Linked DNA regions of Mus musculus: regions 2 and 3 are each linked to region 1. A link is a contact called in public HiChIP or PLAC-seq and Micro-C data. All regions are on one chromosome and are shown on one strand. Each heading gives the region's core, a stretch centred on a gene start, on an enhancer-like site or on the middle of the called end of the contact. The rest is flanking DNA. Distances are from core to core; before and after follow the strand shown.

The links. A called contact is a pair of places that touch in the nucleus more often than the background predicts. HiChIP or PLAC-seq counts read pairs in DNA pulled down with a chosen protein or histone mark.
Region 2: a contact with region 1 is called in an H3K27ac HiChIP or PLAC-seq map of microglia, with 3 times the contacts expected there. The contact joins two enhancer-like sites. A contact is called at or near these places in 1 of 484 Hi-C or Micro-C datasets (CD8 T cells), 2 of 115 datasets of contacts at active chromatin or transcription factors (microglia and pancreatic cancer cells) and 1 of 9 other capture datasets (adipose tissue).
Region 3: a Micro-C map of muscle stem cells shows a contact between it and region 1, with 11 times the contacts expected there. The contact joins two enhancer-like sites. A contact is called at or near these places in 7 of 484 Hi-C or Micro-C datasets (the C2C12 cell line, adipose-derived mesenchymal stem cells, embryonic fibroblasts and 2 more), 9 of 115 datasets of contacts at active chromatin or transcription factors (bone marrow-derived macrophages, craniofacial prominence, embryonic basal ganglia and 5 more) and 2 of 9 other capture datasets (adipose tissue and liver).

What each region holds. Positions count from the first base shown.
Region 1 is chr15:27,920,946-27,925,290 of GRCm38.p6, forward strand. All of the region lies in intron 1 of Trio (triple functional domain (PTPRF interacting)), which reads right to left. Among named protein-coding and RNA genes, the nearest start is that of Gm29975, 72 kb to the right of the region's middle. Within about 2 kb of position 2,851, at least 298 of the 459 cell types and tissues checked have an H3K27ac peak or open chromatin away from gene starts, as enhancers often do. A contact at or near this core is called in the C2C12 cell line, CD8 T cells, adipose tissue and 6 more, where this site is marked.
Region 2 is chr15:27,781,206-27,785,106 of GRCm38.p6, forward strand. The region is part of intron 34 of Trio (triple functional domain (PTPRF interacting)); the gene reads right to left. Among named protein-coding and RNA genes, the nearest start is that of Otulinl, 100 kb to the left of the region's middle. Within about 2 kb of position 2,601, at least 256 of the 459 cell types and tissues checked have an H3K27ac peak or open chromatin away from gene starts, as enhancers often do. A contact at or near this core is called in CD8 T cells, adipose tissue, microglia and 1 more, where this site is marked.
Region 3 is chr15:28,131,223-28,135,310 of GRCm38.p6, forward strand. No RefSeq gene overlaps it. Among named protein-coding and RNA genes, the nearest start is that of Gm31458, 67 kb to the left of the region's middle. Within about 2 kb of position 2,414, at least 56 of the 459 cell types and tissues checked have an H3K27ac peak or open chromatin away from gene starts, as enhancers often do. A contact at or near this core is called in the C2C12 cell line, adipose-derived mesenchymal stem cells, embryonic fibroblasts and 2 more, where this site is marked.

The DNA.
Region 1 (4,345 bases), core at 1,601-4,100:
TCTAGTGCACCAACTTTTCTGTGTGAACCGCCATGGCTGTGTGCTGGCAACCCACCAGACTGAGAAGCAGTTCTGGTTTCTAGATGGCAGATACCCGAGCCAGAGGGCTACAATTTCACCCCAGTGCCTCCAGAGCTCTTGAATAAATTCAAGCTAATCTCAGCAGCTCCCCATCCATCGAGGTAACTCAGTACCACTTTAATTCAGTACCGCTCGTGGTAAAGATGGCGGTACAGCTAAGGCAGTGGCGTCAGGCTGGTGACAGCCTGTAGCCAATGCAGATGATGAGAAGGCTCATAAGCTGGGGGATCCCAGTGAGAATGGAGTGACCTGCAGCTATAGGTCAAACCTAAAGATGTCTGACAAGAGAAATCCTTTTCTACTGTTCAGGGTCGCGAACAGACACGTCCAACAAGCCAATGTTCACCCAGGTTCTTGTCTATGCCCTAGAGAATACTTATGAAGTCAGAGTGTGCAGCTGTTTAAAAATAATTTTTCTTAGAAATTAAAAATAAACAGCTTTTTGCTATACTCCATGGGTTCTGGACTACAGTACAGAAAGGCCAGATACCTAAGACTTCCTTGGCTCGTGAATTAAAAGGCTTTAGGTTCTGGGTTCAATGGTCTTCTCCTGGAGGCATTTCTTCTTGCTGGGATTACAGGAGGTCACCCACTACAAACTCAGTTAGAAGAGATCCCTCTGAGATTCTTCACCATATCTCTGTCCCAGAGACCAAGGAGTAGCCACACTTTTACTTCTATGACCAAGAGGGTCTGCGGATGGACAAGGACCGCACAGAGAAGTTGGTGAGGTTAGAAGAGGGTGGGCAAAAGGTGGGCAGCAGGCAAGGAAGGCAACCACCAAGATCAGGGGCATTTAGCTGTGCCCATTTTCTGAACGTTTAAGTTACATAAAACCTACAATAATGTGAGCAGAAAGGTAAGGAAGCTGGTGTAGGCTTTCATGAACCACTACTGTGGGGCACGATGGGTCCCAGGGAAGGAGTGATTGACAAGCACTACTTTCTGGGTCAGGCCTACAATGTGTGTGCTGAGGATGCTCATGAGAGGGCATTTGCAGTTAGGCCTTGGTTAGCAGAGGGATGACTGTGTAAAGAGAGCTCTGGGAAGTTCTGGCTTCAAGTCCACTCTCCCCTTCCCTCCTTCCCCTTCTCTAAATGTGCATACGTAAATTAAATATCTTAATAGTTTCATCTAAGACAGCTCAACCCTGATGTTAAACAACAGAGTGGATCGTGTTACATGTTTACAATGCTATCTGGCCAGGAGCAGTAAGCCTGGGATAAATACTAAGACCACGCCACCGAATGTCTCCTGTTTCAGAAGCTGCCAACCATGCAGCAAATGGATAGCCTCCATCTTCCTCTCACTCGGGGAACTCGCTTTAGACGGAAGTAGGTGCGAGTATCCAAACCTCTGAGTACCGGGTGAAAAGGAACAAACTACCAGAGTCTGCGTCCCTGTCCGTCGTCCCCCACCCCCACCCCCGCCGCCGCTCGCCCAGTGTCCTCCAGGACTTTCTATTTCAGTCTGTAAAAGATCAGCTCTGGGTATTTAGCCTTCAGTCACACCATGATTACAGCTGTAAGAGGGAAAATTACCCTCTTTGCTCCAGGAGGAGAGATCCCACAGTTGTCTCTGACAATGGGAAATCTTTTGGGTGAATGGGGGTGGGGGGAGCTGGAATGTCAACAACCCAACAGCGCAGTGGTCAGATCAACTGTGCCCTTTTGGTCATCAGACTCTGTGTCAGGGCTGCGGTGCCACTCCAACAGAACCGTTCCCAGCAAGCCACAGAGCTCACTGACCACCACGGTGGCCTTCCATTTTTAACATCAACCAACAATAAAGGAGCAGCAGCCCTCCATCTTGGTTGCTCCCAGGAGGAGCCGCACCACGGGACATCTCCAGGTTGTGTGAGCGCTCACTCATCACTCAGCTCGTTGACCCAATAGCACTTTCCGTGTACATGTGCACAAAGACCTAAGATGAAGCTAATTATCTGAGGTAAGGGTAAGATTTTTGGTGCTGGGAAGATGGCTCAGTGGTTAAGAGCACTGACTGTTCTTCCAGGTCCTGAGTTCAATTCCCAGCAACCACAACAACCATCTGTAATGGGATCCGATGCCCTCTTCTGGTGTGTCTGAAGACAGTTACAGTGTACTCATATACAATATATACATATATACATATACATACATATATATGTGTGTGTGTGTGTGTGTGTGTGTGTGTGTGTGTGTGTGTGTGTTAAAAAGAGTAAGTTTAAAACTAAAACAGCTTCTTTTGGTAATCCACTCAGGACCTCTAGCAGATTTTAATCATTTTGAATTTCACATAATCATTCGCTGACTTAATTTTTTTTTCTTTTAGGAAAACATGGTATTTAAGAGCCCTATTATTCCTCCACAGATAGAGCTCCTGATAAAGTTGCCCGTGTGCCTTGTTCTGAATTGTCTGTCAGTCACCCACAGACTGCTTCCCAGCCACCTCGTAGGTCTCAGAGCCTGTCAGCTACCCCCACCTTACATTTATTAAACCGAAAAATCGCCTGTGGGAAAGACTGAAGCATGGCTGACGGAAGCACAGGTTATGCTACAAGTAAGACTAATAACTAAGGCAGCGTTCTAAAGCAACCACAGCAAAAATGTTAAATAGTAAGCTGGTAGCTGCTCTTACTGACGAGCCTTGGTGGTAATTACCGAATTTTACTCATTAGGTAATTGGCAGAGCTCCGGAACACAAAGGGCAGGAGATAAAACTCCACATCTGTGCGGTGGCCCCGCCCTCGCACTGCCGGCAGAGAGGGTGACGTCACCCTGTCTGAGCAAGCCGCTCCAGCGCAGAGCCTGCAGGATGCTGCTCCACTGCAGGGAGGCAGTGCTAGCGAGGTGTGTGTGGTGGGGGTGGGGTGGCCGTGTAAAGCTCACGCCAGTGTCACAGGAAGGAAGTGTTTTAATGGATCGGAATCTTCTGTGAATGCATTTAATTATGGAAGAATGTTAGAGAACAAAGGTTACATTTTCACCAGAATGCTTACTAAGATATAAAAAAATGCAAGCACAATCAACTGATGCTTATGTCATTTTTTACAAAATTATATGACCCCAGATTGGACACGAGGATGAATCACATGCACCGGGAATGTAGATGTGTCCACAAACCACCACATGGAAATAACGACAAAGCGGATTCTAATGTTTAGTAATAACCACCTGATTGGCTAACTCATCCTGTCTTATTAGTGACAGCCTATAACAGCACACAGTTAAGAAGAGCACAAGCTTTACTGACTCAAGGAAACGTCAACATATAGCTCTGGCTTTTCATTTCTTACCCACAAAGTATACAGGACAAGCTGAACTGCCAAAGGATGAAAGGCTTGTTAAGAGTATTACAAATGCCTTAAACGAACGAAGAAATCAGTAGACTTTGTTGATGTTTTAACTATGCATTAATGGTACATTGGAAGTTAATTCATAATATATAATAGGCCAGTTGTCCAAAGGCATTATATTGTATAACGGCTATTATTATATAGTGGTTATTATTATAAAAGGGGTTCCAGCTTCTTCTAGTTTCATAAAATAAAAAGGAAATATGGCCAAGGGCACCCTTAATCTTCTGATCCCAGACCAACAAAGAAGCAAACAGAGAAATTGCATTTCTCTGACTAAGTGATTCAAAATAAATCACATGGGCAACCTGTCCCCCCCCCCCCCATCTCCCTGTGCCTCTGTCTGTCTGTCTGTCTCTTTCTCTGTGTCTCTCTGTGTGCATGTGTGCTATAAAGCCTGACAGCAGACGCCACCCTAATTACATATGTGCCTCTCACTTATGCATACATGCACACATGGTTCAGTAAAGCCAACCTGATCCACAGACTGCTTTGCAGAAGAGCCCGGGGAATTGACCCAGAGCGATAAAACTCGATCCCTGAGCTATGTGAATGGATACCAGCCCAACCAAGATTGATTGTTAAGAGAAATCCTGATCCATTATCACATCAAGCATTTCATTCATTTAAATAGCCTCGCCTGGCTCCCCTTGCCTTCCACCCCACCGTGGAATTCCCGCAGGTGGCCTTGCTGTATCTGCAGCCTCCTAATCAGTGGTCAGTAGTCCTTCTGACCCCACCACTCGCCTTGAAATCGGCTTCTAGCTCACACCTCCTTCTACTGCTCTCCATAAGTTTTCCACGATGCCCCTCTGTGGCTTCTTGATGCCTTCCCGTAAGACACACACTCCCTGACATGACATAATCCTTCAGATGTGACATCTGCCTCCTGTGCAGCCTCGCTCGCTTGCCAATACTTATTCTCTC
Region 2 (3,901 bases), core at 1,351-3,850, 140 kb before region 1:
CATATTCAGTGATTTTTGTTTGAGTCAGGACTGTGTACCCTTGGGGGAGATGAACAGCAGGATTTTTCTATGGACACTGATCTAAATTGTCAGAGAGGGGAAAAAGCACCCAAGAAACTGGCCACTAATGAACTGTAGGGACTTCAACTCAAAGTCAAAAGCAGATTTTGTGTTAAGATAGTAGTGCTGCATGCAAACACACACACACACACACCATTAAAAAAGAGAGGGAGAGATGTATGAATCCTGTGAACTCCCAGCTTTCTGTGATCTTTGAACCTGGCACCACTCTTTCTTGGTGGTCTGCATCATCCCTGGGATGTGTGGTGGGGTGGGGTGGGGTGGGTAGGGCTGGAGAGACAGACAGTGTCTTTGCAGAGCCCTCCTGACTTTCTCTGGTCAGCACACAGCCTGATGATGTCCACAGTGAGCTGTGTGGGACACTGCTCCTGGGTAAGGAGAAGGAAGGGGACCTATGGTGGCCCTGGAAGGCCTGAGCCGAGGCTCCCACTGAAGATCCACGGGTGAGGGTGCCGGAGGGGACCCCACATTGACCCAGGCATCTCCACAGAAGCAGAGTGACATTCTGCAGAGCAAGAATGTCATCTGGTCTATTTAGCCCCAAAGCAAGAGGCCTTCTGAAGGCTCTGTGATGAATCTAGCTTTTCTGGTCGGTTGAGATCCTTCCTGGTGCCCAAAAGTCACACTGTTCTTTTCCATAAGACAGATTCTTAGTGTCACTTAAAGACTGTCTCTAAAAACAAACACACAAACAACAACAAAGCCCACCCAGGGGTTGGATTACTCAGTACTTAGTTTACTGTTGGAAGAGGGATAAGGAAGCTCTTTATGTTATGAAGTAACAGTGTCTTGATTCTTAATTTATGCTTGTGACTCCATCTCCCAACTACTGCAGTGTTTATTGTTGCCTGAACAGAGGCAGGACTCAGCATTCATGGAAACACACAGTTAATTTGGGGGCTGACAGTCACATGGTGCCCACATACCATTCTGGTTTCATAGCCCCTAATGCTGTAAGGACCCATGATAGTTGTGATCATAATGTCCTTGAAATAAAACCCCAAAGCGAGAGGCATGGACACATTTAACCAGGGACACTTCCCACAGCGAACATTTATACTTCTGTTTACTGTCTTCTTTCTTGTTAAAAAACAAACAAACAAACAACAACAAAAAAAACAAACAAAAAAAAACCCGAGGTCACCTGGCTTGCCTTGCTAAAGGGGGAAATCTGCATATGTGGGGGGAATTTAGATGCGTTTAAAAGCTAAAACCCTCCTTCATGTGGAACAAGGGACACACAAAGTCCGCCCCATACAGCGTGGTTAAAAGGGACATTCTGCAGTTAAGCCACGTGGTTTGGTTGGAATGGTGATAAGACTACACTTCGTTCATACATAAATGTATTATTATTCTTTCAAAATTAAAACCAGATTCAGAATGTTAGCAGTGAAGTGTTTTACTGCCTCAGAAATGCCCGGGTTGTGTTAGTATGCACATAATCGAGCCAGCTATGAACCGTGCAAACTTATAAATGTTGTCACAGAGCCCATACCAATGTGCTCGTTTGTATGCAGCGCTACAGGGCAGTGGGGAGGCCCTGGAATGTTCTGCAGAGAGCTTGCCAAGTATTATCACTCTCCACATCCTCCACGGGGTGGGTTAACTCCGGCTCCAGTCTCAAGGGATGCGATATTAGCTTGGAAGAGTTATAGCTGTGGAGGGAGGAAGCAGATGACTGACTCTCCCAAACCACAGAGCCAATATCCAGCACATTATATGGCGAGGTTCCTGGTTTAGTTTAAAAAAAAAAAAAAAAGAAAAGAAAAGAAACAAAAGAGTCCTAATCCAGTAAGAATTCTTCCTAAATTGCATTTTAGTAACACAACAAAATCAAAATGGTGCTGAACTAAAGCAAAGAGCATTTGAACAAACATACATACCACTACTGCCCACAGGCTCTGGGAGGAAAAGCCAGCACGCCTGTGGGCATGCACACACCACAGTCCACCCAGAGCACACTCAGGGCCACGCAGGTCCCAGCCAGCTTTACGTCATCTTGCTTTCCACCTCTTTCCTAGGCCAAAATGGCATACTTCTGCTTTGGTCATTACTTAGGAACTTTTAAGTACCGTTAGTTCCCCTATTTCTCGCGGGGGTCGGGGGTGGAGGGGACGGTCACACACTGAAACAGCAGCAGCACAAACCAAAGAATGAAAAGAACAGGCTGGGGTGCCTTTCTTTGAAGCAGCTGAAAACTCTCTGTCCCATTTCTGGAGCCTCAGGGAACAGGCAGGAGGCTTTCTAAGAACGCGCTGTTATAAGAATCTCCCGTGGTCAACAGAGTCCTCCTGTAAGAACTCCTCCCTGAGCTATCCAAGCTACTTAGTGCTCACTGGTGAGAGGGAAGGAGAGGGGCCTGGAGTTACTCCAGGACGAAACAAAGCAGCCGTGGAGACAAAGGGAATGAGAAAGACGGCCTCTGCTAGGAACACCAATTAAAGCAGGATCCTGTCCTTGGCTTTAATCAGTGCCCCTGTGATAAGGCGGCACTGCCACCTCCAGGGAGCAAGCAGCCACAGGAAGCAATCAAGCAGCCTTTGCGTAGGGCTGGGGACGGAACAGGATGAGGACAGCCACTGTGCTGTGTTCCTTTTTAGATGAAGAGAGAGACGAAAGGAGAAACATTCAATTGTCAGCTCCCATGTTACCACAAGCACAACATATCCCTCTTCTCTGTGCCAGTTTGAGAGAGGACTTTGGTGCCACTGGGCCCCGCCAGCTTAAGGAGACAGAAGAGAAAAGGAAGTGGCCTTAGAACTCCACCGAGTTGCGCGTCCCAGCTAACAGTTGTGAGTTCTTACTTTCACTACAGGAGTAGAGTTGACTACAAGGTGGCACGCAGAGGCGTTTTCAGCTGTGCTTCTGAGAATAAAAGGTGTCAATGAGGAAGACATGGACTTGCACACAGGATGCCTAGAGGAACACACATCCAGTCACTCAGGGCTCGATGTGAGGATGCTCAGCTGCTTCTATTCCCTGGGGGTTTTCCGGTTGTTATAGTTGGGCATCCTGAGCCAATCCTTCACATTCGCATGGTCTTAGGAGAGAACTGCAAGAAATTAACCGGAGCCTCCGGGCTGTGGCTGCCCAGTCCCCACCCCCATGCCTGCGGGCAGGAAGAGGAAATAGGGGCTCCCTGGACAGATTCCAGAGCTCATTGCTCCAAGCTCCCCGTGTTTATGGACTTGCTCACTCACCCCAGAGGCCAACCCCGAGCACCTGGAGGAAATTCTTCAGAATGAAAAGCCATAAATCTGTGTTCTCCTTACAAAGATAGACCAAAGAGAGATTGCAGCTCACCAGCAAGATGTCTGGAAAAGTCAATTCGGGGTGGCTAGGGCTCCCTGCAAGGAGAGTCCCATGGCTGATTACTAATATCTCAGGACTCTACATGTGCTGTAAAATCAGCTGTAACCTTAAATGTAATTTCACAGCATTTCTTTCCTGGATGTATTTTCCATCAAGCATGGAAAACCTTTTCCCACAAAAGTGAGAGAACAAAATAGTTTTATAAATGTATTTCGCTTAAAAAAATCAATAAACAAATTTCAATGAGAATTCTGAAGTGCTGGTGGGTGTATGGGAGGAGGGGGGAGGTGCCATGAACCACAGACCATGCTCTCACAAGGACATATATCCAAGGTCATGCGTAGAGTGAGGAGAGACAGAACACTGGTTCTGTTTTCCACAGAACTGGTCCCTGGGGCACTCATGCACGCACATGCACCATGCTGTAAACTTTGAATGAGTTGGTGGTATGTAAGTGGGAGAAAATTGGAGAGAGACTTTAGACTGCTCAATCGTTAATGTGAAACAG
Region 3 (4,088 bases), core at 1,164-3,663, 210 kb after region 1:
AAAATTAGGAGCAATGTTTTTTCTTACAAAAACTTAATGGGAAGCTAAGGCAGGGGGAACAAGAGTTCAAGGGTAACCTTGTCTATGTAGTAAGCCCTGTTTTAAAAAAGATAAAGGTATAATAATATAACATTAACCACCTTGAAGTGAACCATTCATTGGTAGGATTGCTATGAAAGCACACAGTTCCATAACACATGTCATTGTCCTGGAGAACACTCTAGCTGTCTTCAAAACTCTCTCCAGAGCTTGTAGCCACAAACCTTTCTTTATATGACTACTAGTTATCTCATATAAATAACCATACTGTTAAATGTATCAACCTAAATGCCAAGTGGAAAACAATCTCTCAAAATAGCAGGATGGATATTGCAATGGAAACTCGGGTGCAGCTGTAATTCTTGTTCCCGTTCAAGGGGTTTGAGGCAAGGGAGATTATTTGAGGGCAAGATGACAAAGATCACATGTTTTGAAATGCTAGCCCTTGACTCATACACTCAATGACAAGGGCAGCATCTGTTCAAGGTAGAGCAGGCAGTTTGGCAGTTGTTGTTGCAAAAAAAATATGTTCCTTGTGAGGTGATAGTGGCTCTGTGGAAGGTTGCAGTCCTGGTGGTCTTCGCTTCTCCTAGCTTCCCCCTCTTCATGGTTCTGGGAATTGAACTCAGAGCCTCATGAATGCTTGGTACTCATGTCTCTGTGACACTTCGCATTATCAGGCATACATGAACATCTCTATCCTTCTTGGTCCCTTTGTTCTATTATTATTATCATCATCATTATTATTACTATTATTATTATTTGGAACTTTTCATATGTGATCCACCTTAATTCTGACAACTTTCAGGTATTAACAACAGACAAAAAGTAACGTGGAATAAATAAGCTGGCCTTTGGACTTGCAACTTTCTGACCTTGGCCATGGTAAGAATGCCCTCTCATATCAATATGGTAGGTGCCTGTCTCTGACTATCAAGTTGCTGAAGGTGCCGGTGGGGTAGATGCCTGGAAGGTGTGTTCTGGGTAAATGACTCTGGTGACTCTTCTGGGGAGTCATATTCCTCCCTAAGAGGAAAGAGTGGCAGCCTCTTTGCTGTGGGAGAGAGTACGCTGACAAATAAGAATGCCTGCTTCTCTTCCCAGTGGTCAGTCTCTCATGTGCTTTTGTTAAATAGAGATAGTGTCCAGACAGGAAGCAAGGATGGATTGATGGCCTCAGCCTGGGACTCTGATCTCATAGCCAGGAGACCCATGCTTTTTTATCAACCAGGAATTCTGCTCTAAAGAACAGTGACTCAAATGCTTTGGTTGATTTCCCTCAGGGGAGATGAGGTCACCGCCATCTTTTCATTTTAAAGGCAAGAAAACGTTAGGTGTTGGTGGTCTATGGCTGTGTTCATTCTCTCCAAAAGTCTTTCAATCTGCCAACGAATGGTTATTGAGCACCTGTCAGGTATCTGGAGGAATAAAGATATATTACCTGTCAGTGGTAAGTTTATTAGTGAAGGCTGACAGATTAAAAAACAAACAAACAAAAAAACCAAACAAACCTGGTGGTACACACAGTTGGCAGTAACAAACAACAGGGACGATGAAAGGATAAAAGTAGATTTTTAAAAAGACAAACTGAGGAGGAAGTTTCATGTGTAATATTATAGCTATCTTCCCAGGTCACTGCATGTGGTCCTGTGTTTCTTCCTCTGTACAAAGGTGAGGTGTGGAAGGCAGAACGAGCCGATGGCCAACCCATCTATCTGCTCGCTCACAAGCTATACACACTGACTGGCTCTGGGCAGCTGCTTCCCCAGGGAATGGCTTTTTCCTACATCTTTTGCTTCAAGGGGCCACCTTTTTAAAAACTGGCACAAAAGCCAAGGTCCTGGCTCCGTTGTTAGTGTGTTGGGTCCAACTCTTTAATGCCTTTGTCGGTTCATTTGGAACACAGTTATATATAGAAATGGGGTTTAGTAATAATGTTCACGACTGCTTTATTAAAAAATGTGATTACCTCTCCTCTGGCTTGGATGGTCTAGGTGTGGCGCTGCCCAGAGGCAGGGGAAGGTTGCACTGACTCATTGAGGTTCTTTTCCAAGGTTTGGTTTAATGAATTAGATTTTCATTAGAGCCCTGAGTCATTTTCCCTGTTCAGCGACGTGCATGGCAGACCGGTGAGATAACCAAAGACCTAGGGAGCCAACTACAGGGTTTCACGAAGGACTCTGCGGGAATGTGACTTCTCAATGAACTGAGAAAACCCAGGACTGTGGGTAACCTAGTCATTTGTGAGTATGGTTTCCCAAACAAGGACAAACCTCTTCTACACATTCTCACATTTCACTGTTTAAGAAAGGAGTCTGACATCATCAGTGTGATGTGCCTTGTCAGAAATACTGCGGTGCTTCTGCAGACAGCTGCAGTGTTTGTGCTGTGCTAATAATTGTGCAGTCTGGGTAACTGTTGGTCCGCTGAGGTTACAGGAATCTCCTCCCCAATCCTCCTTCGCTACTCTGCATTCCTGGCCTGCACTGTTAGATGGCTATAGAAAATACCATTTTTTTTGGTCTTAAGATCACCAGAAGGTGAGCTTAAATAACAGGAATCTCCAGGGAAATGAACCTGTATATCTGGGTGCTATTAAATGCGTGGAAGGACAGCAGAGGAAACGGATGTTATCTTGTTTCCTTTCAAAGTTGACTTGAATAGTGAAAGGCTCTGTGTGTCAAAAATGGAAATGGAAAAATTATCAACGGAATGTTTGTCCAAGGGATTTCTGGCTGGATTCTCACAGACAGCTCCTTACTGTCAGGGCTTATAAATTGCAAGAGGAAAATTATTTTATGGCTGACATTTCAAATGGGTCCACAGATAGGCTATTTGCTTGAAATTCAAAATTGCTGCCATTGTCTGTGTGTGGGGATTGCCTTATGAAAGAAAAGGGAGCTTGTTTTGTTAATTACTATAGTTTATTAGCTTGCCCTTTGCCAGTTTGTCTGGCACTGCTAAGCGAGACAGTCTGTAAAATGAACTTGTGGCATGTGGTCTATCGCTGGCTATCTATCTCTTGAATTCCAAGCTTAAAACAGCAGCCATTTTTATGCCTCATGATTTTTGTGGGTGAGGAATTCAGGTCAGGCTCAGCTGCTCAATTATTCTGTGCCATGTGGTGTGGACTGAGGTCACTTGTGGTATCTGAATGGCAGATGGGCTGGTTTGCTCTGAAGGGTCCAGAGGCAGCTTCACTCAAAAGTCTAGCACCTCAGTGGGGGATAGAGGGAAGGCTGGACTCAGCTGGGAGTTGACCAAGTGCCAATACTGAGCTCACAAGCAAGGAGGGAGAGAGAGAGAGAGAGAGAGAGAGAGAGAGAGAGAGAGAGAGAGAGAAGAAGAAGAAGAAGAAGAAGAAGAAGAAGAAGAAGAAGAAGAAGAAGAAGAAGGAGGAGGAGGAGGAGGAGGAGGAGGGAGAGGGAGAGGGAGAGGGAGAGGGAGAGGGAGAGGGAGAGGGAGAGGGAGAGGGAGAGGGAGAGGGAGAGGGAGAGGGAGAGGGGGATGGATTGGGGGATTGGGGAGGAGAGAAGAGGCATCAAGAGTTCAGGCTATAATGTTAGGTTGGGTCACCTGCTGTTGGAAGAGACTCTGAGGCTACTGTTTATCACTCTCTCCCTTTCTTGTCTCAAGCTTTCAAGCCAAGCATCTCTTAACTACCAGTTTATGCTGAATTTCCTGATAAAACATGCATCATTAGGGATAAATTAAGTCTAGTGTAAAAGCCCAAGTTATTGAGCCAAAGGACCTCGTTCAAAAGTCATCATTTACTGCCTCTGAGAACCTTGGCTGAATTAACTCAACCTTTCTGGCCACCCTCTATAGGTTTCCTATAAAAAATCAAAATTGCTAGGTGTAGAAGAAGGCAAGTTTAGAAATAGAAGCCTTTTCAAGGACGGGAACAAACAGCAGACAGCAACCATAACTTACGTAGACTAAGCATATGTGTAATTCATGATTATAATGAAATAAAACTTAACCGAGTAGAGCTGCCACATTTAATGATACACTATGCACAATCTTTACTTGCCCTGCATGGTAATCAG